5 separate regions of the Mus musculus genome follow, and all the other regions are linked to region 4. A link is a contact called in public HiChIP or PLAC-seq and promoter capture Hi-C data. All regions are on one chromosome and are shown on one strand. The core of a region is the stretch at or near the end of the contact, and the rest is flanking DNA. Distances in the headings are between cores, read along the strand shown. Region 1 holds the start of Lrp10 (low-density lipoprotein receptor-related protein 10). Region 2 holds the start of Slc7a8 (solute carrier family 7 (cationic amino acid transporter, y+ system), member 8). Region 3 overlaps Rnf212b (ring finger protein 212B). Region 4 holds the start of 4930579G18Rik (RIKEN cDNA 4930579G18 gene). Region 5 has its middle 6.4 kb from the start of Pabpn1.

Region 1 (2,700 bases), core at 123-2,622, 190 kb before region 4:
GAGTCTGGTCCAGACAACTTGACTGAGTCTTGTTGTCTGAGTCTAGCTCTTTTATATGCCAAGAGTTTGATTTAGAAACAAGGTATCTCAACTATTTGTGACTCAGTTTCCAACACTGACTTCTCAGAGGTGTGGTCACCTTTCAGTGAGATAATATATGCAAAATGCTATGATTAATACCTAGCAGATGGTGAGTGATTCTCTAGAAGCACTGAAAATATTTGTTGACATTTATTTTAATCATTCATCCACACACACACACACAAGTTGCAATGTATGCCACAGCACACAGGTAGATGGCATTTATTCATGTTTCATATACACATCACAAGTAGCCTGATGATAAATTTAATCAAGTATTTTTAGCAATGCTGAAGATGAAACAAAGTTTTACTGTATGGAATTTCCCACCTGTGGCACTATGTTGGTGCTCAAATTGTTTAAAACAGTGGGAGCCATTCAGATTTGAATATTCAGATTTGGGGAAGGTATTACTAAACTTCTCCATGCCAGCACTTCCTTATCTGTAAAATGGAAGTAACCATAGACTACCTCACAGGACTGTTGACAAGAGGAACAAACATCTCGCTGTTAAATATTTACTATATGTATACTAAATGTACTTAGGTATAAGCCTGAAATGTGAAAAAAAATATTCAACTTGTTATTCTTTTGTAAATATTACCCACCTGTGCCACAGGAAACCGGAAACCCACAAAATTTAATAATACTACCCTGTAACTGAGAATAATTGTTGCTATCAGATAGAAACACCTCACTTCCTATGTCTGCCAACGTGCTTAGGGCTCAATCTACAATGTTACCCTAAATGTTCACAAGTACCATAGGAGGGAGTCACACTATCATGACCCTCAATTTTTACAGGACTGCTTGAACGGAGGAGTAATTTTCTCAAGTTCACGGATCCAGCAAGTGAAGCCATATTATGTCTTTACCATTCGTAGAGATCACTGCATCTCAGCAGGAGAGCAAGCAACACTCTTGGGACAAAGGTACCCAGTCTAGGCCCCAGCCTACAGGAAGTGTCAGTTTCCAAAGCTGAGGCGGGGGCGGGAGTGATGAATAAACATTGTAACAGATAATTATAATAGCGCCTGGTAATTGGTTCAGTAAAGGCTTACTACCAGAAGCGCTACGGGATCTAAGGCGCTGGGTGAAGAAAAAGTACTGAGGATTTAAGGGTCCAAAGACACGTAGCAGTTACGGCGGGAAAAGCAGACATCCTTTGACAAGACACATCTGAAAGATAACGCAGGCGGCAGCCAAAGGGCGATCCGGAGCGTGACGGCAAAAGCAACCCGGAAAGGAGCTGAGCGCAGGTGGGCGTGGCCGCGCGGTGACTGGCAGGGGTGGGGCCAAGCTGGCCGCGCCCCTCGTCGCCGGCTGCTGGGCTTCGGCCGGGGTCCGCTGGGGCACCGCGAGCTGTGCAAAGCCGCCGTCCCCTAAGGGCCGCGGGGACCGAGCCGCACGCCGGCTCGGGGACGGGCAGTCCACAAAGTTTGGTCCGCGGAGGACGCAGCGTCGAGCCCGGCAGGTGCGGCCGGGCCTGGCCGGGGCGCTCGCGGCCTTCCGGGCGAGCACCGCCGGGCACTGGTAAGGAGCGATCAACTCTGAAGTTAGCAAGAGGCGTCACGCCTGTTCCTCTCCGCCGTGCGTCCAGCCCTGGCACCCCGAGCCTGGGTCGCACCGGGGCTATGCAGCCCCCACCCGGCGAGGAGCTTCCTGCCAGGTAGACAAGAGGCGCCCCGGGACCCTGCCGGCACCCCTGTTCAACCCAGGATGCTATCGGCCCTCCCTCTTCTTTTCCTCCTCCTCGGTAAGAGTCCCCGCCCCGGTGTCACTGCCCGCCGTCCCGCGCCCTCCTTGGTGACCCACGACCCCTGCGACCGCCGCCCCGTCGAGCCTCGGCCTCCTCTCGGGCTGTCCCACACTGTCCCTCCCACTCACAGCCAGGGAAGGCGACCTTTCGGCGAGGTCACGCACCTCCTTCCGGCTCCTCTACCCCTTCCTATAAACTGTCCGGAAGTCTCAGATGGGCCTCCCCTTGGAGTTGCCCAGGTGAAGAAAACTTGACTCTCTCTGCTGCCCTTTCTCGATTCCCCCTCTAGGAGGTGCTCTGGCCCGCCCAGACCGGATCACTTTCCCACGTTCTGGTAAGTAAAGCGAGTTCCTAGGGTTCTGGGGCATGGGAATGAAGATGCACCCTAGAGAAAAGAATCTCTCCCCTGGATCCTGGAGTCTGCTGTAATTTTAGAATAGGTATCATCCATTACTTTACAGAAGGGGAAACTGAGGCTCAATGTGAACTGGCACCTGGTAGTTGTTAAGAACCATCTCGTTTTTTTATGTGTAATATCCGTGTTTTGTCTCCCTAGTTAGGGTAAGGTCTTCCTGAGAGTAGAAACAGTATTTCTCTGCCAACTGACCCTGTGGCTGGCACAAAGCCTACAGTAACATTACTTATAGTGTGAATACTTAAGATGAAGTATAAAGAATATGGAAAAGGAGTAGGGTTGTCAACTCCTATAATCCCAGCACTTGAGAGGCAGAGGAAGGAGAATCAGTTCAAGGCCAGCCTCAGCTATATAGTGACTTTGAGGATATCCTAGGTTACAAAAGGTTTTTGTTTTTAAACAAACAAACCAAAAAAAAAAAAAAATGGAGAGGGACCAGTTGGCT
Region 2 (2,700 bases), core at 111-2,610, 130 kb after region 4:
AAACAAAAACAAAAAAACCTGGAAAACTCCATTTCAAGAACACAGTCAAGTCAGCTGGTTCTCCCTTCCATATTTTCCTCATCTGAGACAGCTCGGCTGTCACATCTGTTTCACAAGTGCTTCATAGGATGGGCCAGCCTATGAAGAACCATGATTATAAAGCATTTTTATTACTGTTTTTTTACTATTCGAGGCATTACACACCACAGTGCTTCATAACATAAGACAACATAATACTAAATATGCTTCAAACACAGATTCACAGCCTGCAGAGGGTGGCTGCACAGAAGCTAGTTAAAAATCCATGTGTCAGCCCGAATTAGGCTCTCCTGGATCAGAACTGCCTAGTGACAAGCCGGAAAGAATTTGTTACACTTCTAATAAATTCCCAGGCAATACTTGGGACGCAGAGCCTGTATGGTTCCTGACTCTTGTTTGTTCTATTCTAAGGAGAGAACAGCTCAGCCTGGCTTGGCTGAAGCGATGTATGACAGACATCACTTCCATAGCTCCGACTTGACCGGTGCAGTTGGACAACACAAGTCACAGACAAAGCAAAGCTGCCTTTGAGGCTTTGGCGGGGTTAAAGTCCCTCGAAGGACCCCCGGAGAGAGGGTGGGATGGCGCCGGGGGCCGCAAAGGACCTGGACTCACCTACAATGATACCACAGGCGCTGACCAATCCGATCTCTTTCTTCAGGGCTACTCCGCCCCCTCCCGAGCTAGCCTCGGCCTCAGGGCTGGTGTCAGAACCCGGGTGGTTCTTCGCGGTGTTGTTTCGCTGGCGGGCTCCCTTTTCCATCTTTCTCCGTAGGGTTCCGACCACCCAAAGCGAAAAAGAGCAGTCTTTTTCTAAACGCTCGTGCGTGTAAACGTATAGATATGTGGAAAAACAGAGTTTCCAATTAGAACGCCCTTTTCCGAAAACAGAGTGCGCTCCTACCCTCTAAAAGTGACAGCAAATGAGAGTCACACGTGTCACTGCCTAACAAACAAGGGCCGTGTTTTTAAATGGAAGGCAAAGAATATATATATATATAAATACAAAAATAGAACTGTACCAGCGACTCCAGCTGGAATTCTCCGGAAAGCGTTTATCTTCAGAAGCCCAGGATCGCTCTGCTCGGTGTACCGGGCGGCGGCTTGCTCTGGTCAGGATTTCCCTGCAGCCCTCCTAATGAAACAGATCGCCTCCACCTTCCCTTAAGTCTCTTCTACGATGAGGGTAAAAGTAGTTCTTCTTAGCTGAGGGAGCGGAGGAGGAGCCGTGCTCAGGTACTTTCTTGCTCGCCGGCTCTGGATCAGGTTTCCACCTGCTGCGGTCGCCCCTTCCTTCTCGCCCTTGTCGGCTCCGAGCTCCGTGCTCACTCCGCAGATCGCTCCATCTGTGAGGGCAGGGTGGCTGCTGCGCTCGCGAATGTGCTTCCCTTTCGGCTGCGGCGTTTATTTGCGGACCGAGGCTCCGCCCCCCACCTCCTCCATCCTTAAGCCGCATCTCCTCCCTCTTCTTCTATTTAATTATTAGTACCCCCTACCCCCAAAGATCACGGAGGAAGGGGCTTAAAACATTTTCTTTTCTTTTCATAGTGGGAGCAAGGGAAGGGTGGGCCGCAGGGGGAAGTCACTAGCCAAGGCTTCATCTCAGGTCGCACAGCATTTGTGAACTCTATAAGGGCACACGGTTCTGCGGGCTTCTAATGCCTTCAGAAACACACTGGCCAGTGTACTAAGATGTTTAGGTGTGGATCATTTGAGGACAAGGTCGAGAAAGCTGCAGAGATATTGCCATCAAGCTGTTTCATGAAATAGGGGGTGGTTTTGGTGTGTGTGGGGGGGGGCAATGTGGAAGAACTTTAAGCTGAAGAGTTTCTTTTAGGGACTGTCATGAAAGCTAAATAAAATTATGAAGAATATGGGGTAGTTGCAACGTTTTTCCGAAGCAGGATAAGGAGGATTCTGGCCTGCCCCATGACCCCTAATATTTTATCACAAATTATTTGAACTTCAGACAGGAGGTCGTGAGCCCCTCACCGATCATGAAACAGACGTGTTGATGCTAAGAATGGTAATGGTTAAGAATATTAACATTGCACCCCCATTTCCTTGAAGAATGTAATTCAAAACAGTTGCTCCACCTCAAGAACTGTGTCTATTTCTAACTGTAAAGTGCTTTGAAGAAAACAACAACAACAAAACAACCATGAAACAATATTATAGACCATGCTGAAAAACTAAAGTTTTTTTTTACATAGTCTATACAAAATGATTTGATTTTAAAATGAGTCTAAAAAATAAAATTCCAAAGGGCCTGGTGGCACACACATCTTTAATCCGAGCACTTGGGATGCAGAGGCAGGCAGATCTCCTTGAGTTTAAGGCTAGCCAGAGGTCCAAAGTGAAATTCTGTCTCAATAAGACAAACTAAATTCCCCAATCTGACCACTAATTACGCAAATTTGGCTTCACTCATTTTTTTAAGAAAAACACTAAAAAACTTGGACTTTTCAAGAAAATAAAAAAGTTAAGCCCTTTAGGAATGGGGTTGGCTAAGCTATCTAGAACGGCTCTTCCGGATAGGGTAAAGTCCAGACAATGAACGGTCTCCCTTCCCGCCTGCCCCTTGCTCACCCTACTCAGCAAGTATCAAGAGGTTTCAAAGGTTGAGATCTCAACTCCTTCTCCTTTTGCTGCTCTAAGATA
Region 3 (2,700 bases), core at 34-2,533, 190 kb after region 4:
ATGTAGTCGCTCTTCTTCTATGGAGTCCATCCCTTACACAGTGGCTGGCATGGGTCACGTGGAACAGGTAAGTAATGATCATATTATTTTTCTATATTAAGGTTTCTAATGCTTACTAAAAGCAAGGCTGTAATTCAATAATCTTACATTTATATTGGTTTTGGCACATCTTTTCATGCCATATGGAGCCTATTTTGGATACTCAATATTAGAAAATGACACAGAATTAACAGTGGTGACTGTAGTGTAAGTGTTCAAGAATTGAATGCACAGTATCTGCCACAGGCATTTTTGAAGTAAAAGAGCATAGGTCCCTCTTAAGACCAATTCACACAATGTGAGAGAATAATACATGTGTGAATGAATTGTTACTGAGAAACAATGGGGAGCTGGGAATATAGAAAACCAGGGTAGAGTCATTAATGGTCATTATTTTTCTGTCAGGGAAGCAGAGGTCTGCACGTAAGGAGCACTCCTGGAGACTCTTACACTGGTGAGAGAGGGTAGGGGAAGTATCTGAAGTCTGTATGTTCTGCCAGATACCAGAAATTTCTAGTGTCCTATGCATAATATAATGCTGTTTTAATTTTTTCCTGAAAAGAAAATGATTCCAGGTAGTCAACCATGGATTACAGTTTTTCAAGTAATGTTTTTTGTTTTTTGTTTTTTCTGAAACAGGGAGGGAGAAAATAAAAAGTTGACGATAGCCATTGAAAACCTGATCAAAGGCATGGCTCAGTGGGTAACAGCCTTCTAATCCAAGTCTGGTTCCCCCAACAAACAGAAAGATGGAGAGATGGCTCAGTGGTTAAGAGCACTGGCTGTTCTTCCAGAGGATCCAGATTCAATTCCCAGCACCCACATGGCAGCTCACAACTGTCTGTAACTCCTGTTCCAGGGCAACCAACATCTTCACACAGACATACATGCAGGCAAAAAGACCAATGCCCATAAAATAAAAATAAATAAATAATTTTTAAAAAGATGGAAGGAGAGAAACAACTAAAAAGTTTTCTGGTCTTCACATGTGTACCATAGCACAACAGTCTCTCAGTCTCCCTCTCCCTCTCTCCCTCTCCCTCCCCCACTCCCCCTCCCCCTCCCCCTCCCCCATCCTTCTACCTCTCTACCTCTCTCTGTCTCTATCTTTCTCTACCTCTACTTAAAAAAAAACAAAAACAAAAACAAAAAAACCCAAAAACCTCTGATCAGAATAACTTAAGCAGTTTGAATTTTCAAAATTGCCACAAGATGGCAGTAGAAATTAAGTCTAAAAGGAAAGCTAACAAACTGAATGTCTTCTGTACGATGTGATTTATTTCTGCTTTCCTGCACCATGACACACATGTGAAGGTCAGGAAAAACTGTGGAGTCACTTCTCTCCGTCCACGTTTGTGTGGGTTCCAGGGATCAAACTCAGGCCATTCGGTTTGAGCAAGTGCTTTACTACTCAGCCATCTCACTAGCACATAAAGTAGCAGCTTATAACCTGAAAGGTGTTTGCTTGTTTTCTTACTCTGCATTAAAGGTAAAACATGGGCTTTGTTTGTAGTAACAATGTTTTTAAAGTCTTGTTTTGTCTGTTACTAGTGCAGCCACTAGGGTTTTCTTGTTTGCTTTCTTCATGGAAGGCCCTGTGTATAATGGGCTGGGGATTGAATCTGGGGACTCAAGCATACTCCCACTGAGATAAATTCACAGTCTTTTTCTTCTTTCCTTCCTCCCTTCTCTCTTTCCTTGCTTGCTTTCTGCTTTCCTTCATTTTTTTCTTCTTTTCAATCAGTGCTGGAGATCAAATGCATACTCAGCAAATGTCTACCACTGTGCTCTATTCCCAGCTTGTTTTGATTTTATGTAAATTTTTCTTCTAACTTAGTATGTGTACACATGACTGCATACCAAACCATGGCATCTATGTGGACGTAAGAAGACAACTTTGTGGAGCTGGTTCTCTTCCTCCCTTAGGTGGTTTCTAGGGGTTGGATCTGGGTCTCCAGCTTACGTAGCATTAGCTCTGATTTTCTGCTTTTTAATTGGAAACTTTAACACATTTATAATTGCTCTAATTGCTAATAAGAAAAAACTGCCATTTTGCTATTTCTTTTATAAATGTCATCATTTTGTTGTTAATTCCTTTATTACTGCCTTCCTTTGTGTTAAGTTGATTGTTTTCTAGTGTAGCACTTTAGATCTCATTATGTCCTTTACCATATTCAAAACTGTTTTGAGATTACAGCTAACATAATTTATAAAAACCTGGTTTAAGTTAGTACCACATTTAACATCAATACTTACCAAAATGTCATAGTTTTGTTAAATTATATACTCAGCAACACAAATTTTAAGTTACTGCATTATACAATTGTCTTTTAAATCTGATGGGGAGAAGCTACCAAGAAAAATGCACTTAAACTGTCTTTTGTTGTATTTACCTATATAATTACCTTTTCTGCATTTGAGTTACTAATTAGTGTCCTTTCATTTCAGCCTGAAAGACTCCATTTAGTATTTCTTATAAGGCAAGTTTGAGAGTGATAAGTTCACTGTCTAAATTTTTGTTTATATAGGAATATTTTAATTCCTCCTTCAGTTTTGAAAGATCGTATTATTGGATATAAGTTTCCTTCTGGTTGATAATCTTTGGGAACTTGGAGTGTTCTCTAGTCCCTGGTGTGTCTGATGAGAAAGTCAACGCTAATC
Region 4 (2,752 bases), core at 39-2,538:
TCTGTGTTAAGAGCCAGCCTGACCCCTAGCTAGGTTGCTCACGATGGGTAAGTTAGTGAGAAAAGGAAATAAATAAAAACCAAAAAAACAAACAAACAAACAAAAAAAAACAAAAAAGAAAGAAAATAAAAGAACCCAAAAAACCAATTAAACAAAATAACTTAATTAAAACAAGAAAAACACGAACCAAATAAATAAACCCAACAAAGAAATAAAAAAATAAATTATAAAAATAAAAGATTAAAGAAGAGGTAGAAAATAAAAGAATAAACTAGGAATATGACAAATGTTCCAGGTACCATCTCACACCTGGGATCTTCAGTTCAGCCAATCGCACCTCACTGTGTACTGTATCTAGTCAACCGCCGTCCAATCAGAATGAGCCCTCCCTGCTAGGCGCTGTGCAATTGGTGGGGGGTTGGGTTGGCAAAAAAGGTGGGCGCACGGCGTGGTAGTCAGCGTGGCACTGCCAGAGTCCTCCCAGGGGCGCAGGGGGGGCGGGAGGGAATCGTGTGGGGGGACGCTGCCCAGTTTCCAAGATGTCAAAACAGTTCACTGGCGATGGCCAGCCTCAGCGAGGGGCAGAGGGGGGAATGGGGGCAGAGCATCAGTCCTGGCCCTGTAGGGCATCATCTTGCAGTCCCTGATGAATGAGCAAGCGGCCTGTGAGCGGCAGGAATGCTCCTTGCCTTTCTTTCATGAGGCAGGCAGGACCCTATGTCCACCAGTGACAAGCTGCAGCAGTGCCACTAGCCAACACTTGGGATCCAGGTGACAACTCCAAAGTCCCTTCCTCCTCTGAGTGTAACTGGGGAGAGGTCCTGTCACCGAGCAGGATCATGGAGCCTCTGATGAAGGTAGCCCGGGGGTGGCAGTAGTCAATTTCCCCAGGACCTGGTACACATTCAGCAGCAAGCTCAGAGTATGTCTTCCGGTTTGTCGTTGGCACCTCCTCAGGGACTGCAGCTGAGACAGTGGTTCCGGTTGGGTGGGTGAGTGAGTCCCTGCCTCCAGGGATGGAGGAGAAGCTGAAGCGACCGACACGATGCTGCCCTTCACCATGGACAGCAGGGACCAAAGGAAAGTCCATCTGAAGAGCAAGTGGTGACACGCGGGCTGGGCTGCCATCAGCTTTAAGCCCCTGGGTACAGACCCCCAGACTTCTCTGCAGGGTTTCTAGTCAACAAAGCTTAGGCCACCGGCCCCACTCAAGTGTTTACAGCTCGGCACTGTCGTCATAAACATCTGACTCTCTTAGGTTTCTTGGTCCCTAGATGGGGATCCCAACAGTCTGTAGCAAACAAGGCAACCCACAGTCTCTGACAGGTAAGGGCATGTGGGCAGGCACCCCAGCACTGGCACAACTCTTCTTGGGGTGTCCCGAGTAGGGCGATGATTCAAGTCCACCCCTTTCCAAATGCTTCTTGTTCTCAGTACAAGTCTCTCCAGAACAGTGCTCGTCTCAGCCCCGATGTAAGCAAGAAGGGAGGCGGGGCCCATCACAGACGCCCACAGACACGCCCCTCTGGCCAAGACACCGGGAGCACACTCGGCTCTGATTGGGCGGCTCGGTAGCAGCGGGTGGGTCCAGAGGTAGAGGCGGCATCAGCGATTGGCCAGTTGGGCAGGGTTATATTTTACGGGCGGATTACCGTACATGAGGTACTTGGACAAAGTTTTACGGGGAAGAAGGACCTTGTAATAAATAATATTCTGCACATCAAATCACTTTCACCGGCCCCCACCCCCGCAACACACACCAGAGAAAGGCTACACACACAACAGCCCCTCCCACCCTGTAATAATACCACTCCCAAACCCAGCTAATTCTATTTCTTTAAGGGTCAAGAAGACCTCGCTGGCTCCAATGGGGGAAGCCTCTTGAACTGGGTATAGGAAAAAGTGGTAATATTTGTGCCAACAAAACAAAACAAAACCTAAGAGGGCCTTGTGGTTCACCCCTTGGATTTCTAAGAAGCTACACTTCCGTAATTAGACCACTGGGGGGCAGAAGAGCAACAAAAATTCCTCAGCATGGCTGACTCGGTAAGAGACCCAAAGCCCCACTAGGTGGCGACAAGTGCCATTAAGCTTTTAAAAAGGAGGGAAAGCTCAAGGAGTTAGCTTCACAGAAGCTTCAGCAGCAAGAAAGCTGCACTTGGGTTTTTTGGTTTTTCTCTCTCTCTCCTCTCTCTCTCCCTCGCCTCCCTCTCCCCCCTCTCTCTCTAAAAAAAAGGGCCATTAACAGACTTCCAAATTAGGAGCCTGGTCTATATCACTGCTTCATGTAGGGAAAGGAAATCAAAGACCTTGTCTGTTATCACAAGGGGCATCCCTTGCTAAACCAGCGAATTCTCCCTTGCCCTATCCTGATCCAAGGATAGCCTTATCCCCTTTAGGTCATCCCACTGTGTAAGAGGGATGGCTGAGATGGTCTATTCTCCCTAGGCCCACGCTCGGCCCACCCTCCCCAACAGGTGGCTTGGCTAGTTACCTCTTTCTTTTCCTCTTCTTCAGCACCACCCTCTGGGCGCTCATCATTGCTGACTTGGTCTGCAACAGGCAGAGGAGGCTCAGGCACCTCATTTTCAGGTCTGTTTTCACTGGTGTCCATGGTCACTTCCTCCTTCTCTTCACTGACAGGATGGAAGAGATTGAAGGAAAGGGTAGGAGAGAGTGAAGGGGAAGAGAGAGCAAGATGTTAGCTTTGTGGACATAAAATCCCAATGGCTCCTTACTTGGGCGGGATCAG
Region 5 (2,751 bases), core at 213-2,712, 250 kb after region 4:
TCCTGGTCTACATAGTTACAGGGCGGGCAGGGCTATATAGCGAGACAACTGAAAACTGCTCAGGTGAGTGCAAATGGACTAATTTCTAAATTTGGGTCTTATTAACCCTGATGTCTCAAGATGGACTCATGCAAAACAAGGACAACTTATGACCCCCCTGTGAGCAGGCTTACTGTCACCTTTAATCTTAGCACTCCAGAGGTGGAAATTGAAGGTGGAATTGCTTGTCTAAATTGCAGGCCGGGAGGGGGGTTACAGTTTTATATTGTAAGTTCTGACTAAAATCTTGGGTACTATATTACCTAACGTAAGACTTGTGTTGTCAAGAAGAGACTATTGATTTTATTAGTGAGTTGTGCCTGTGTGTACCATACTGTATTTGCCCATCCTGTGGAGGCCAAAAAGAGATGTAAGAATTTGTGGAGCTGGTAAGGGCTGGAAACCAGATCTGGGTATTCTGGAAGAGCAGTCACTGCTCTTAACCACTGAACCATTACTCTAACCCAGGATGTACTCCAGCCTCAGGATATCCATCCTGCCATTGCTAGTTCTGCTGATGACTTGGTCTCATCCCCTTGAGAACCAAGCTGTTCCATGAGGCTCTAAAGCCTCTTTTGTTTTTTCTTTCCTTTCTTTCTTTCTTTCTTTCTTTCTTTCTTTCTTTCTTTCTTTCTTTCTTTCTTTCTTTCTTTCTTTTTCTTTCTTCCTTTCTTCCTTTCTTTCTTCCTTTCTTCCTTTCCTTCCTTCCTTCCTTCCTTCCTTCCTTCCTTCCTTCCTTCCTTCCTTCCTTCCTTCCTTCCTTCCTTCTTCCTTTTTTGGCTTAAAGGTGTGTGTCACCACGCCCGGCTGCCTCTCATGTTTCTTGTGTTAACAAGAGTGTTAACCAGTGTATTTTTGCATTTAACCATTGTACTACCTCTTGTTTAAGTCCCTTTCTTGAGATAAAGCTAAAATATATGATCTCTGGATACTTCTGCAGAGGCTGGTTAACAGGAAGCAGTCTACAATTCAGTATTAGAATAATAGGAGCTTGAGTGTGGTGATTGACATAGGACTAACCTCACGGCAAGAGAACTAATTGCTTATAGATCTGAACTAGACAGTATGAGGACTTGTTTTTCTTTCTGTTTTGTTAAGAGGACAGGAGACATGTCAAGAGGACTACTTTGTGAAGTTCTGGGGATCAAATCCTTGTCATGTTCCATAGCATGGGTGTTTACCCACTGGCTATCTGGTTTGGTCGTCAAAAATGAGAAAGTGAGATGTGATGCTTGCCTTTAAGCCCAGCACTTGGGAGGCAGAGGCTGGTAGATCTCTTTAAATTCCAGGGCAGCCTGGACTACATAGTTCCAGGACAGCCAGAGCTACATAGTGAGACTCTCAAAAACAGAAGAACCCAACAGTGATTGTGAAACACTGAAATTGTTACAAATGAATACTGCTCTGGTCTCGCGTATCCACTAGGGGGCACTAATTGGTTAGTTCTGAAAGATCCCTAGAAGTTGTTTTGAGACAGGTCTCACTTGTAGTCTTGGAAGGCCAGGACCTGATCCATGTGGAGACCAAACTGACTTAGAACTCATGAGATCTGCCTACTTTAACCTCTGATTGCCACGTTTTAAGGTATGTACCACCACTCCCAGAACAAATTAGTCTTTGTGAACTCTTTTGGATGTTTGATTTTGAGATAGTTGAACTGTGTCAAGCCCAGGCTGGTTTGGAACTCAGATTCTCCGACCTCTGCCTTCCAAGTGCTGGGATTTCAGATGTGCACCACCATACCTGGCAGATGAGTGGTTTTTTTGACCCCTCTGTGGTCTTAATTCTTTTATGTCCACTCCATTCTACTCTATCATGTTTGTTATTTTCTCCATTCTTTTACTAACTGGGCAACTCATTTGTCCTTGTTGCTAAAAAGATGTGTGGTACCACCAATAAGCACAAACCCAGAACTAAGTAAGGCCTTTCCCTTACCATACCCTAGCCATACTGTCTGCCACATTTGTATCATGCATCTGATAGGCATTCCAGTTGAACTTGTAGTGTTTTCATGTATGATTTACACTGATTCTCTGGCCTCAGCAAGTATTCGCTAGAGCCTTAGTAAGGCTTATGGCTAGCCTAACATCTCTGTCAAAATCATGAACATGGTGTAACTGAGGAGAGGTCAAAATGATGATGAAAAAGCCATAATACATATATAGTGTAAATGAAATTATACCAGTTAGGGTGACAAAGTGTTCTTTTTAACAAGAGACCGTTACAGAAAATCACAACCGATCAAAACGCAGAAAACGTGTTTGTGGGATGCCCAAACCCAGTGGATCTATCTACACAACACAGTTCCTACAAAGCTCAGGGAATATCACACAGATGGGGCAGAAAGACAGTAAGGACCAGATGGATCAGGAAATCAGTTGTGAGACTGTGTCTCCTAGAAATGGTATGGAAACTTCACCCATGTATGATACTACCTCAACCAAATGGCTATCTGAATAAGATATGAACAAGTATGACACCAATAGACACACTAACATGGAAGCGGTGAATTTCATGGGGACCCAGGCCTAGATAAAGAACTACAGGCAACTAAGGAATGCCGAGAGTGGGAGAAATGGGTTTCCCTGGGATCAGCACCCTAATTGGTTATCCAATACGAAGTGGTCAGACCTAAAATCATATGCATACAAGTAACACTTAAGACCAAGAAGGTTGGGCTGGAGAGATGGCTCAGTGGTTAAGAGCACCGAC

What was found. Promoter capture Hi-C pulls out the DNA fragments that hold promoters and counts their contacts. HiChIP or PLAC-seq counts read pairs in DNA pulled down with a chosen protein or histone mark. Capture Hi-C pulls out chosen DNA fragments and counts their contacts.
Region 1: a promoter capture Hi-C map of adipose tissue shows a contact between it and region 4. The contact joins the promoter of Lrp10 here to the promoter of 4930579G18Rik in region 4. A contact is called at or near these places in 21 of 39 promoter capture datasets (the 3T3-L1 cell line, the C10 cell line, the HPC-7 cell line and 14 more), 15 of 484 Hi-C or Micro-C datasets (B cells, CD8 T cells, the G1E-ER4 cell line and 11 more), 11 of 115 datasets of contacts at active chromatin or transcription factors (the 230-238 cell line, the SCID.adh cell line, bone marrow-derived macrophages and 6 more) and 3 of 9 other capture datasets (adipose tissue, liver and pancreatic islet).
Region 2: a promoter capture Hi-C map of pre-B cells shows a contact between it and region 4, with 2.1 times the contacts expected there. The contact joins the promoter of Slc7a8 here to the promoter of 4930579G18Rik in region 4. A contact is called at or near these places in 15 of 39 promoter capture datasets (the C10 cell line, the HPC-7 cell line, HPC-7-derived erythroid cells and 8 more), 1 of 15 datasets of contacts at CTCF or cohesin (embryonic stem cells), 28 of 484 Hi-C or Micro-C datasets (the Ba/F3 cell line, the C10 cell line, the G1E-ER4 cell line and 18 more), 10 of 115 datasets of contacts at active chromatin or transcription factors (T-cell acute lymphoblastic leukemia, acute myeloid leukemia, bone marrow-derived macrophages and 4 more) and 4 of 9 other capture datasets (adipose tissue, embryonic stem cells, liver and 1 more).
Region 3: a contact with region 4 is called in an H3K4me3 HiChIP or PLAC-seq map of bone marrow-derived macrophages, with 3 times the contacts expected there. The contact joins the enhancer-like site here to the promoter of 4930579G18Rik in region 4. A contact is called at or near these places in 10 of 39 promoter capture datasets (3T3-L1-derived adipocytes, HPC-7-derived erythroid cells, fetal liver and 6 more), 2 of 115 datasets of contacts at active chromatin or transcription factors (both in bone marrow-derived macrophages) and 3 of 9 other capture datasets (adipose tissue, liver and pancreatic islet).
Region 5: an H3K4me3 HiChIP or PLAC-seq map of bone marrow-derived macrophages shows a contact between it and region 4, with 5 times the contacts expected there. The contact joins the enhancer-like site here to the promoter of 4930579G18Rik in region 4. A contact is called at or near these places in 4 of 39 promoter capture datasets (cranial neural crest, embryonic stem cells, hippocampal neurons and 1 more), 1 of 484 Hi-C or Micro-C datasets (B cells), 3 of 115 datasets of contacts at active chromatin or transcription factors (bone marrow-derived macrophages, embryonic stem cells and memory CD8 T cells) and 4 of 9 other capture datasets (adipose tissue, embryonic stem cells, liver and 1 more).

What each region holds. Positions count from the first base shown.
Region 1 is chr14:54,462,775-54,465,474 of GRCm38.p6, forward strand. Lrp10 (low-density lipoprotein receptor-related protein 10) reads left to right here and starts at 1,373. Exons shown (of 7, transcript NM_022993.3): 1 at 1,373-1,837; 2 at 2,130-2,174. The coding sequence starts at 1,801.
Region 2 is chr14:54,780,526-54,783,225 of GRCm38.p6, forward strand. It overlaps Slc7a8 (solute carrier family 7 (cationic amino acid transporter, y+ system), member 8), which reads right to left and starts at 1,361. Exons shown (of 11, transcript NM_016972.2): 1 at 655-1,361. The coding sequence starts at 802.
Region 3 is chr14:54,842,343-54,845,042 of GRCm38.p6, forward strand. It overlaps Rnf212b (ring finger protein 212B), which reads left to right. Exons shown (of 15, transcript NM_001370899.1): 10 at 7-67; 11 at 445-493. Among named protein-coding and RNA genes, the nearest start is that of Homez, 20 kb to the right of the region's middle. Within about 2 kb of position 1,284, at least 11 of the 459 cell types and tissues checked have an H3K27ac peak or open chromatin away from gene starts, as enhancers often do. A contact at or near this core is called in bone marrow-derived macrophages, where this site is marked.
Region 4 is chr14:54,649,223-54,651,974 of GRCm38.p6, forward strand. It overlaps 4930579G18Rik (RIKEN cDNA 4930579G18 gene), which reads left to right and starts at 1,289. Exons shown (of 6, transcript NR_038053.1): 1 at 1,289-1,326; 2 at 1,843-2,046; 3 at 2,518-2,592. It overlaps Acin1 (apoptotic chromatin condensation inducer 1), which reads right to left. Exons shown (of 19, transcript NM_023190.3): 9 at 2,495-2,636.
Region 5 is chr14:54,899,134-54,901,884 of GRCm38.p6, forward strand. No RefSeq gene overlaps it. Among named protein-coding and RNA genes, the nearest start is that of Pabpn1, 6.4 kb to the left of the region's middle. Within about 2 kb of position 1,463, at least 40 of the 459 cell types and tissues checked have an H3K27ac peak or open chromatin away from gene starts, as enhancers often do. A contact at or near this core is called in B cells, bone marrow-derived macrophages and embryonic stem cells, where this site is marked.